Linked DNA regions of Pan troglodytes: region 2 is linked to region 1. Evidence: chromatin contacts called from public capture Hi-C data. All regions are on one chromosome and are shown on one strand. The core of a region is the stretch at or near the end of the contact, and the rest is flanking DNA. Distances in the headings are between cores, read along the strand shown.

What was found. Capture Hi-C pulls out chosen DNA fragments and counts their contacts.
Region 2: a capture Hi-C map of stem cell-derived neural stem cells shows a contact between it and region 1, with 2.8 times the contacts expected there. The contact joins two enhancer-like sites. A contact is called at or near these places in 1 of 7 Hi-C or Micro-C datasets (stem cell-derived neural progenitor cells), 1 of 1 datasets of contacts at active chromatin or transcription factors (stem cell-derived excitatory neurons) and 1 of 1 other capture datasets (stem cell-derived neural stem cells).

The regions. Positions count from the first base shown.
Region 1 is chr21:38,053,692-38,059,637 of NHGRI_mPanTro3-v2.0_pri, forward strand. It overlaps MYLK2 (myosin light chain kinase 2), which reads left to right. Exons shown (of 12, transcript XM_003316903.7): 12 at 1-323. Among named protein-coding and RNA genes, the nearest start is that of FOXS1, 8.3 kb to the right of the region's middle. Within about 2 kb of position 2,725, at least 7 of the 24 cell types and tissues checked have an H3K27ac peak or open chromatin away from gene starts, as enhancers often do. A contact at or near this core is called in stem cell-derived neural stem cells, where this site is marked.
Region 2 is chr21:38,247,124-38,253,069 of NHGRI_mPanTro3-v2.0_pri, forward strand. CCM2L (CCM2 like scaffold protein) reads left to right here. Exons shown (of 9, transcript XM_016937652.4): 7 at 2,103-2,232; 8 at 2,808-2,946; 9 at 4,106-5,946. The coding sequence ends at 2,910. Among named protein-coding and RNA genes, the nearest start is that of CCM2L, 19 kb to the left of the region's middle. Within about 2 kb of position 2,113, at least 3 of the 24 cell types and tissues checked have an H3K27ac peak or open chromatin away from gene starts, as enhancers often do. A contact at or near this core is called in stem cell-derived neural stem cells, where this site is marked.

The DNA of each region.
Region 1 (5,946 bases), core at 1,475-3,974:
GGCCGAGCCCACACCATCTGGCCCAGGCTGGCCCCCACCCACCTTCCTTGCGACCACCAACACACAGGAACTGTGTGTGAGAGAGAGGGCGCCCAGCCCAGGCCTGGTGGAGGGGGAGGGGAGAAGCCAAGGGACACAGGAGACCACCCCCGAGCTTGCCTCAGGGCCAAGCTGGCCCAACCCAACCACTCGGGGCCCCTATCTTGGGGGTCACCCATGGCCTCAGATGATGGGGTCAGCAGGCCCAGGAGAATTAGGAAGGCCATGGGGCAGCCCCCAGTCTGCTCTCAGCTTGTGCCTTGTAAATAAATGTACAGGTTGGATGTGGCCTCCTTCCCTCTGTGTGTGCCTGCACTGGTGTGAGGTCGCTGATGACCACAGTTCACTGAGCACCTACTGTGTGCCGGACACTTTAGCAATATCCATCAGCTCACAGTTTGGTGGTTCATGCAGGCTCAGGTGCCAGTCTGCCCAGCACATGATGTGGGCAGGTGGCTTCTGCACGTTGTGCCTCAGTATCCTCACCTGTGAGAGGGAGGTCGCAGCAACAGCCTACACCGGGTGTGTGATTACTGCGTGCCCAGCTTTACTTAAAGCGCCTGTGCTGTGTTAACTCATTTACTCCTCACAGCAAGATTACGAGGCAGGATTGATTGGTTGATTGATTGATTTATGATGGAGTCTCACTCTGTCGTCCAGGCTGGAGTACAGTGGTGTGATCTATGCTCACTGCACACAACCTCTGCCTCCCGGCTTCAGGTGATTCTCATGAGGCAGGTATTATTATTCCTGTTTTACAGAGGGAGAAACTGAGCCAGAGAGAGTGGGCAGCGCTAGGATCTACCTCATAGGGTGGGGCCATGGCTGCAGCATCAGTCAGACTGAGGTAAGGCACTTAGGGCTGTGCTCGGCCCAGGGAACGATAATGTTCTTATCCTTACTCCACATATGAAGAAACTGAGGCTCAGAGGAGAGAAGGAACTTGAATGCCACTCAACAAGTCAGGGACTGGGGCTTGAAAGGAGCTTTTCTGTCTCCCAGAGCAAGGCTGTGCCCATGCGTTCCCTCTGCCTCTCACCAGGATAGGGTGTAAGCAGAGAGTCCGGTCTCCAGGTGGAGGCCAGGTCTGGCAGGCCTGCGATGCCTTTGCTGGGTCTACAATGAGGGCCTCAGGGGAGAGGACTGTTCTCTGATTTTTCCCAGTGGCCACGGCCACCTCACCACAAGCCAGCAGTGAGGGGCAGGGGACGCTCCATCTGGGGGCAGCCCAGAGGGCAAGAGAGCTGAGCCCTGATACAGTGCAGCCTTTCTGGCTGTGAGGACGACTGAGAAGTGGGACTGGCCTGTGGGAACAGAGAGGTTCCAGCAGGAAGAGCAGAGACAGCAGTTAACATGCATCGAGCACCTGCCGGCTGCTGGCCCTGGGCGCCGCATTGTGTTGATGATCACATCGGCTGCACACGGTGACGCTGCGAGGTGTTGTGTCCATTTCTCAGAGTGTGGAGCCAAGTCTCAGAGAGGTTCAGCCACTTGCTCAGGGCCACATAGTCAGTGGCAGAGCCAGGATTTGTACCCAGATGGTCTGGGCCCAGAGGCCCTGCTCTTCACCACTGCCTGCCTCCTGAGAAACCTTAGGCTTGTTCATCCCATCTCTCTCCTGCCTCCATGAACACTGGTCCTCACTGCGATCCCCGCCCTGCTTGAGCTGGGGAGTTCAGAGTCCGGTTGCAGCAGTATCACTTGGGGTGGTGAATGGGTGACTCTGAAGTCTGAGCCTGACTCGCAGTCTGGGGCTTGGGGGTCCTGGGGAACCTGGCTTGGGCTCTTGGTGGGAGGTGCGCTTATAGGCAGGGCCCCTAGGGCTGTGGATTCCTGCCTGCCTGCCCGTCCGCCACCTGCCAGCTGGGCCAGGCCTGCGGTTTCCTCTGAGTGGTTTTCTTGGCCTCGCTGGCCCCCACCCAGGCTGAGCCTCGGCCACACAGCATGTTGATGAGGGATGAGTCACCACCGTGGGGGGAGGGAAGGAAATGAAGTCCAGCCACAGCAGAGATCCAGGGCCTGGATCCAGCTGGGGAAACCGAGGCCAAGATGGGGAAGGTCCCTCATCAGAGACAGTAACAGCTGGAACTAGAACCCAGGACTCCTGACTCCCAGTGCACGCCTCAGTTTCCCCCTCTGTAATATGAAGTTGATAACCTCGGCTCTTTTCTCCTCTGCCACTCCTAGGGCCATTGTGACAGTTGAGAGACGGGATGGGGTGCTCATGCACCATATTTTACAGGTGAAAAAACAGGTTCAGAGAGGGAAAGTGACTTGGCCAAGGCTACACAGCAAATTAACATGTCCTGTGCAAGAAGCCCATTCAGAACCCAGCCCCACCCCTTCCCAGGAGCACACCTTAGAAAGCTCTTTATGGTTATCAGGTGCTTCCTCTGGGCCTCCCCTCGTCCCCAGAGGCAGAGAGTATAGATTCGATAATGTGGAAGGGGGAATGTGGGTTCAGAGAGACCTTGTTCCCACTGAGGGCCACGGAGCACACTCAGGGCAAAGCTGCAGCCACGGCCCCTGTGGACAGCTGGGTCTGCCTCTCTGCAGGCTTAGGCCCCAGCCCCATTGCTTTCAAGAACGCTCCCATCCCTGGCAGCTACAAGAAAGAAAGATTTTTCACGCTAGGAGCTGCCCTGATGGAGGGCGGGAGACCATAGCTGGTTTGGGACTGCCAAGCTGGACCAGGACTGAGCAAGGGTTCCCAGGGCATCAGTTCTCTGGGTGTTAGGCTGAGCTTCCCTGACCCTTGCATGGTTTGCTGTGCCCACCACAGGCACCAGGGCCATGGGCCCCTCCTGCTCAGTGTCCATCTCAACGCTGATGCTGTGTTCTTCCCCTGCAAGGCACCTCTGTGCCTGCCCCTGAACGGGGTCCTGGGCCCTCTTTGTAAGCTAAGAAGGGTTAATTAACACTGTCAATGGGAGCGCTCCTCCCAGTTGGTCCCAGCCCAGAGAGCTTTCCTCCAAGACCATTTCCTGCCTCAAGGCCTTAGCCAGGCCCACAGTGACCACCCCCCATGGGTCTGGAAGCCACTAAGGCCACATCTGGTTTGGATTACATCAGGGCTGGTGACGCTGCCTTTTCCTGTCTGGGTCCAGTGGCCTTGTATTCCACTGGCCACCTTGGACCCAACAAGACAGTGGTAGGTAAAGATTCAGCCAGTGAGAGGGCTGCGCCGAGGGCATGGAGGAGCCAGGGCTGTCCTGAAGGATGTGCCCACCTGGACCATCTCCTACCTATGAAGCTGCCTATGCATCTGTTTCTTCCTTCATGTTAATGGGTAATATTTATTGGCCACCAGGCACTATACCAAGTGATTCCCATCAATTAACTTATTTTGTCCCCACCCTATGAGTAGGTATTTTCATTATCAACATTTCACAGATGAGGAAACAGGCACAAGGAGTGTATGGACAAGTCCATGGGCTCCCAGCTGATGAATAGGGGAATCAGGATGTGAGGCAGGCCATCTGACTTCCCACACAGCAACCACTTCACAACCATTTGTTGAGCCGAGCTCTGGGCCTGGCCCCCAGCGAGAGCCTGGGGATGAATGAGTCATGGCCCTTGCCCTTGGGGAGCTCACAGCCTCTGGAACCCCAGTGGGAGGATGGGGATCAGGGTGAAGCTGGAAGGAATCTCATGAAACCATGAGAACAGGAAGGAGACGCTAACCCCTATTCTCTTCTCTTCAGTGGGAGTCACATCCAAGCTGAGGGCACACAAGGAGCAGGGCTTTTCCAGACAGAGAGTGAGGAGGGTGTTCCAGGCAGAGGGGACTGCTTGCTGTCCAGAGACTTGCAGCTGAGTATAAGCTCATCTTGGAGCAGGCCAGTAGGGCTTTTGCATGAGACGAAGCAGGAAATAGGTCTGGAGAAGTTAGCAGGAGCCCGAATGGCAGGCTGACCTGGGACAATGGGGCGCTGTGGAAGGGAGGTCAGAGATCCATGCTTACAAAGGATCCCTGCAGCCAGGGAGGTCAGTGAATGGGAGAGAGAGGCTGGAGGCAGGGACACCCGGTGGAGGCTGAGCCATGTCTGCTTGAGAGGCTGTTAACTGTGGGGAGGAGATGGGGGAGATGCGTCTAGACAGATAGGCTGATGACAGAGAGATTGGGTTCCAGGTCAGACAGAACAGGGTTCGTACCTACTTATTTGCCCTCCCTGAGCCTCAGTTTCCTGTCTGTAAAATGGGGTAAGAATCGTACCTGCTTCCCAGGATAATGAGAAAGTTACATGGGATCTGTAGGTGGAGCCTGGTACAGGCTACTGAGCTTATGTTTTTTTCACAACTATTTCTCCGGCTCTGGCTATGTTCCAGACACTGCCCTAGGTGCTGGAGACAAGCAATGAATAGACAAAAATTCCTGGCCTGGTGAAGCTTCATGCCAGTGGGGGAGACACACTGAATGGCAATAATGAATTTAGAATGTGTTAGTGGTGGGGGAAATGGGGAATGTGGTGGCCAGGCAGGGCTTCTCTGAGGATATTTGAACAGAAACTGGAGGATATGAGGGAGTGAAGCCTGTGGACATTCACGGAAGATAAGGCAGAACCAGTGTACAGGCTGCTTGGAGTGAGTGAGGGGGAAGGAAGGAGGAGCTGGGGCCAGACCACAGTGGCCCTTGCCTATTAACGAAACAGGGAGCCTTGTTGGGGAGGTCTTTGAGAATTTTTTTTTTTTTTTTGAGACATAGTCTTGCTCCATCGCCCAGGCTGGAGTGCAGTGGCGTGATCTCAGCTCACTGCAACTCTGTCTCCTGGGTTCAAGTGGTTCTCCTGCTTCAGCCTCCCGAGTAGCTGGGATTACAGGTGCCCGTCACCATGCCCAGCTAATTTTTTGTGTTTTTAGTAGAGACGGGGTTTCACTATGTTGGCCAGGCTGGTCTCGAACTCCTGACCTCAGGCAATCCACCAGCCTTGGCCTCCCAAAGTGCTGGGATTATAGGCGTGAGCCACCCTGCCCAGCCTTGAGATTTAATTCATGGCAAATGAATGAATGGTGACCATGACTCCATCCATCCACTCCTAAACCTTCATGGAGGGACTACTATGTGCTAGTCATCGAGTTAGGGAAGATGACAAAACGCATAAGGCAGACCCAACCCTTGGCCCCTGAAGTTTACATTCTAAGGCAGAGACACAATAAAACATGAGTACATGTGCACATGCGTAATTCTACATTGCAGCAGATGCTATGTCAGCAACATAAATGGGATGCAGAGGGAGAATAATCTGGGGGCATCCAATTAGATAAGGAAGTGCAGGAAGTCTTCTCAGAGAAGGTGATGTGATGTAGGTGGTAGACGTAGAGAGGCAGCCAGTGGGGGCAAAGGGGCCAGTGGGGGCAAAGGGAACAGCTGCTGCAAAGGCCTAGAGATGGAAAAGAAACTCACGGGGAGGCAAGTGTCCTAAGGGAGTGGGAGGGTCAGCCCTCTCTTGTTTGTATGCTCAGGGCAACCTCAAAACTGGCCCTGAGGGCTGTGGTCAAGAGGAGGCAGCCCTGGCCTTTCCCGGGACACCAGGCTGGCTTCTGGCTGACAGTGGCCTGTTTTTAGCCGTGGAACCGTTTCCTTCTGCCCCACCAGCTGCCTCCCTGAGTCACCACCTAGTACCAGAAGGGTGGGAACAAGAGATTAGGCACCTCTGGACCTGTGAAGATGTGGGTTTTGCCCTGTGTGAAGGGAGAGATGGAGAGGACTATGCTGAGGGCATGAGGTCCTCCAACGGAGTTGTTTTATTAATTCTAATTTCATTCCTGTTGACTGAATTGTACAGGTAGTGTGCAGGACAAGGCTTTCCACATACCAGTCCTGGGGACTGGAATCATTGCTCCCATTTTACAGATGAGGAAACTGAGACTCAGAGAGGTGAATCCACTTGCTCAAGGTCACACAGC
Region 2 (5,946 bases), core at 863-3,362, 190 kb after region 1:
AAAAAAAATTCAGGCCAGTCATGGTGGCTCACGCCTGTAATCCCAACACTTTGGGAGGGCAACGCAGGAGGATCACTTGAGCCCACAAGTTTGAGACCAGTCTGGGCAACATAGGGAGACCCTGTCTCTATTGAAATAAATAAATAAACAAACAAATAAAATTTTAAACAATTCAGTTGGGAACATTACCCAGGGTTCTGTTTAGGGTGACCAGCCATCTCAGTTTGCTCAGGAATGAGGGGTTCCCCCGGATATGGGATTTTCAGTGCTAAAACCAAGAAAGTCCTGGGTTACTGGTTGATTACCTAGTTATATTACTAAGGGCTTCAGTTTGGCATGTAGCAGTCTCTGCCAGTGATATATGTCTTATTGTTTTTTTCCTTTTTAGTAGCAATAGATTTGCCTTCCTCATACTGTATGCCCTTAGGCTAGTCTTTAAACAACCAGATATCTACTGAAGAGATAAAATAGTGATAATAGCGTTTGAACATTGAACTTGCTATGTACTAAGTGCTGTTCTATAAAGCACTTTATTTTTTCATCAACATAGTAACATTACAGCAGCTACTGTTTATTGCTTATAGCCCATAATTCTAAGTGTTCTACAAATATTAACTCCTCTAATTCTCATGATGACACTAATTATTATTATCCCATTATACAGATGGAAAAATTGAGAAATAGAGAAATTAAGTTTAGTTTTCCCAAGGTCAAGCACCTAGTAAGTTGTAAGTATGGGATTTGAACAGAAGAAGGCTGGCTCCAGAATCCAGTCCTTATACCACAAAGCTACACGGCTTCTTTGTAGGTAATAATGGAGGATGGTTCTGGAACAATTTAGAGACAAGGAGGCAGGAGCCTAAGGTTGAGTTTTTATTAAGCAATATTTCTTGAGTACCTCCTATGTGCCAGGCACTCTGCTGTGTGCTGGGGATACAGATGGACACAAGACAGAGGGCAAAACCTGGGCCTGGCACATAGTAGGTGTTCAACAAATGAAGAAAACCAAAGTCCCTGCTCTTGTCAAGTTTACAGTCTAGCATAGGAGGCAATGAAATCACAATTTAACAGTAACAATCATTAATGGTAATAAGTACTAAAGGGAGGCTCAGGGTGCTATAAGAGAGGCAGAGGGGGACCGCAACTCAGCTGGAGAGTCAGGAGGGCCTCTCGAGGTGATGGCACATGAACTGAGGCCTGGAGGATGAAAGGGGGAAGAGTGTTCCAGGTAGACGGAACAGCAAATGTAAGAATCCTGAACTAACCAGGCGTGGTGGCTCACGCCTGTAATCCCAGCATTTTGGGAGGCTGAGGTGGGCAGATTGCTTGAGGTGAGGCATTTGAGAGCAGCCTGGACAAACATGGTGAAACCCTGTCTCTACTAAAAATACAAAAATTGGCTGGGTGGCACATGCTTGTAGTCCCAGCTACTCAGGAGGCTGAGGCATGAAAATTGCTTGAACCCGGGAGGCGGAGGCTGCAGTGAGCCAAGACCGCACCACTGCACTCCAGCCTCAGTGACAGAGCAAGAATCTGTCTCAAAAAAAAAAAAAAAAAAATTTTGAACAGGATAGAGCTTAGTGGGTTTGAGGGTCAGCAGGTGGCCACTGTGGCTGTGGCAAATGGTGTGAGGGAGAGAGTGGTCAGAGAGGATGCTTGGGGGTACCTGGAAAGGCCATGCATGTCACAGGTAGGCCATGGACTGAGGGAGCATGTTCAACAGAGGTTCTAACCCAACCTAGGGGAATTAGAGAACACTCTCCTGAGGAGATGACATTTAAGATCACGGGATGAGTAAGAGTTAGCTGTGCAAAAGGGAGGGGAAAGGAGGCAATCCAGGCAGAGGGACCAGCAGGTGCAAACACCCAGAGGTGAGGAGATAGTAGAGGAAGAAGGAGAAGGGGGGTGGGGGGCGCGAAGCACAAAGAGCAAAGGCAAAGGCAAGCACAGTGACAGATGAGACTTGAGAGGTGCCAGGGGCCAGGGTGTGCGAGGCCTTGGAGGCCAGCATGCAGTCTAGGATGAGGCCTCCTACCTTCAGCCTGCCTGAGGGCCAGGAGCTGGAGGGAGGTGAGTGAAGGCCCTTCTTCCCATGCCTGCAGCAATGGCTCCCAGGACACCTTTGAAGCATGTTACAGCGGCACGTCCACACCTTCTTTCCATGGCTCCCACTGCAGCGGCAGCGACCACAGCGGTCTGGGCTTGGAGCAGTTACAGGATTACATGGTCACGGTGAGCTGGGGCCGGTGGTGGGAATGGCACAAGCAAAAGCCTGGAGGCTGGAGTAAACATTTTGGGAATGGCACATTGCCCTGGACATAACCTAAGCAGAAGACATCAGAGGTCAGAGCAGGAGATGAGGTTAGGAGAGTAAACTGAGGCCAGCTTGTGAAAGGCCTTAACTAACGTCAGCTGGCATTAATTGAGTGCCTGCTGTATACCAGGCACCATTCTAAGCACCTTTCATGCATTATTTCTTTTAATCTTTTCAACAACCCCAAGAAGAAAATACCATCATTATCCTCACTTTGCAGATGAGAAAAGCAAGCATCATGGAGGTTGTCACCTACCCAAGATCACAGAGCTGATCCAGTGAAGGGGTCAAGATTTGCACTCAGGCAGCTTGAGTCCACATCCTATTCTTAAATGCAGCCTAAGGGATCTAGATGTCCTCTGAATAGCCCATGGGAAGGTTTTCAGAGGAGAGCTGGGCCAAACATGCCCTTAGGGAAGGCTCTGGGCCTTTCAGGCAGGGGTTGGATGGTGCTGCTTCCTGGGATTGATCTCGAATGGTGTCCCCCACATAGTTGCGGAGTAAGCTGGGGCCCCTCGAGATCCAGCAGTTTGCGATGCTGCTGCGGGAGTACCGGCTGGGGCTGCCCATCCAGGACTATTGCACAGGCCTGCTGAAGCTCTACGGAGACCGGCGCAAGTTCCTCCTCCTTGGTGAGCCCCCGCTGTACCCCCAGAGGTCAGCTAGGGCCCCTGCTTGGTCCATGCCATCCCAGTCAGGCACCAGGCTGCAAATGTTTTCTCCTTATCTTTCAGCCTCTGATGAAACCCAGATCATGAGATTCACAGGGCAGATGAGGAGCCCAAAGTGCAGAGTAGGGAAAGGACTTGTCAGAGCTGGGAGACACTGTTGATAAGAAGAACTAAGCAGTGGTGTGGCCATTTCATCCTCACAGCAAAGCTGCGAGAGGGACTGATTCTTCCCATCTTACCCCACACGGAAGCTGAGGCTCAGAAAGGCTAAGGAACATGTCCAAGGTCACACAGCTAGTAAGGAGGGCTAATAATAACAGGAGGAATAATACGAATAAGCTGACATGTGCTTGGCAGTTACCCTGCGCCAAGCATCATCTCATTAAATGCCCCCAGTTCTGAGAAGTAGATACTATTATTGGTCCCCATTTTGCAGGTGAGGAAACTGAGACTCAGAGTTACAAAGTAAAGGACTGAGGTACATAGCTAGTAAGTAGGAATGGAAATAAAACAAACTGTTTACAGAGTGCTCAGTATGTGCTGAGTACCTTGTTATTTAATCCTCACATCCCTACCCAGAGAACAGGTGCAATTATCTGTTTTACAGGTGAGGAAAATGAGGTTCAACATAATTAATCAATGGGAATATAATGATGGTACATAATAACAAAAATAGGCCTGGCGAGGTGGCTCACACCTGTAATCCCAGCACTTTGGGAGGCTGAAGCTGGCGGATCACCTGAGGTCAGGAGTTCAAGACCAGCCTGGCCAACATGAAACCCTGTCTCTACTAAAAATACAAAAATTAGCAGGGCGTGGTGGTGTGCGCCTGTAATCCCAGCTACTTGGGAGGCTGAGGCATGAGAATCTCTTGAACCCGGGAGGCGGAGGCTATAATAATAATAATAAAAGTACAGTAATCTAGCATGTAGTGAGCATTCACTGTGTGCTGAGCGCTGTGTCGTTATTCGCTGGCTCAGAGAGTTAAGGACCTTGGGCAAGGCCACACAGCCAGTGAGTGACAGCAGGGATTTGCACCCAGATCTGCAGAGAGGACGCTTCCCCTGTGGGAGGGAAAGGGAACGTGTCCTGGGGACTCACCACGCCCCTCGGCTCGCAGGGATGCGGCCCTTCATCCCGGACCAGGACATCGGCTACTTCGAGGGCTTCCTGGAGGGCGTGGGCATCCGCGAGGGCGGCATCCTCACTGACAGCTTCGGCCGCATCAAGCGCAGCATGAGCTCCACGTCGGCCTCCGCAGTGCGCAGCTACGATGGCGCGGCGCAGCGGCCCGAGGCACAGGCCTTCCACCGGCTGTTGGCTGACATCACGCACGACATCGAGGCGCTGGCCCCCGATGACGACGACGAGGATGAGCCCCGGGGCTCCAGGGGCGGGAGCGATGCCGCAGAAGACAACTACCTGTAGCCACCGCCCCTGCGGACGGCGTGGCTCCGCAGCCCACCTCTGAGTCTCAGCTTTGCTTCGGGGACCCTATCCCCAGGGCCCCCCCATCACACCTGGCGGGGCCGGGGGGTCTTCACTCCAGGGTCTCGCTCCCTGCCCTTGGGGCCCGGGGCCATGCAGTACCGAGAGTGTCCTGCAGGGGGAAAGCGAAGCCGGGCCCTGAAGTCCGGGGCAGTCACCCGGGGCTCCCGGGCCGCTCTGCCGGGCTGGGGCTGGGCAGCGATCCTGCTTTGTCCCAGAAGCCCAGAGGGATCAGCCCCAGAACACACCCTCCTCCCCGGGACGCCGCAGCTTTCTGGAGGCTGAGGAAGGCATGAAGAGTGGGCTCCACCTGCTGGCCGACTGAGAAAAGAATTTCCAGAACTCGGTCCTATTTTACAGATTGAGAAACTATGGTTCAAGAAGAGGGGAAGGGGCTTGAGGGAATCTCCTGATTCTCCTTATATGACCTCAAACTGACCATACTAAATAGTGTAGAAGGTCTTTTTAAGGCTCTAAATGTCAGGGTCTCCCGTCCCCTGATGCCTGACTTGTACAGTCAGTGTGGAGTAGACGGTTTCCTCCACCCAGGGTTGACTCAGGGGGATGATCTGGGTCCCATTCTGGCCTTAAGACCCCAAACAAGGGTTTTTTCAGCTCCAGGATCTGGAGCCTCTATCTGGTTAGTGTCGTAACCTCTGTGTGCCTCCCGTTACCCCATCTGTCCAGTGAGCTCAGCCCCCATCCACCTAACAGTGTGGCCACAGGGATTACTGAGGGTTAAGACCTTAGAACTGGGTCTAGCACCCGATAAGAGCTCAACAAATGTTGTTCCTTTCCACATCAAACATTTTATGACTCAGTTTACCTTTCTTGCCTGGTAATAAGCAAAAGATGCCTGGGTGCATCCTACCCCAACTGAAGTGGTGGTGAGCTATTCAGAAGATCCTCAGGGGAGCTCACTGTTTGGGAAGAAGAAACAGTACTTGTTCCCTTGCAGCCTTGTTACAGCCTAGCTCTGTGCTCAAGTCACAAACAAGAAATAGCCAAGACTCCACAGGCAGCTATCTGGGAGTCTGGGGTAGTCAAAGAAATGGGAAGGAAAGGTTGGAGAGGTAGAGAAGTCAGGATAAGGACAGCATTCAGCACAGCCTGAGTAAAGGCTGGAAAGCTAAAAGGGATGAGGCCTGAGAGGAGGCCAGAGACTCACATAGGAGAGCCAAAATGTGTTTGTAAAACCTTGCAAAGGCTTCCATGGCCAGACACATTGTACACACCATAAAATAGGCACTGTTAGCAATTTTCAAAAAAATGTTATTAGGACTCCAGGTCCAAAGAGTTCCATAATTCATACTTGGTTTGTGGTAAATGATCATCCCATCATCGCTGGTCCATGTAGGGCCCTTCTGATGTTTTATTTTACCCTCTCCTGATCCACATGTTCCCCACACTCCTTTTCCCTCTTTACTATGAGCGCCTAACCCTATGTGCTGATATATGTCCCTGGACCTAAAC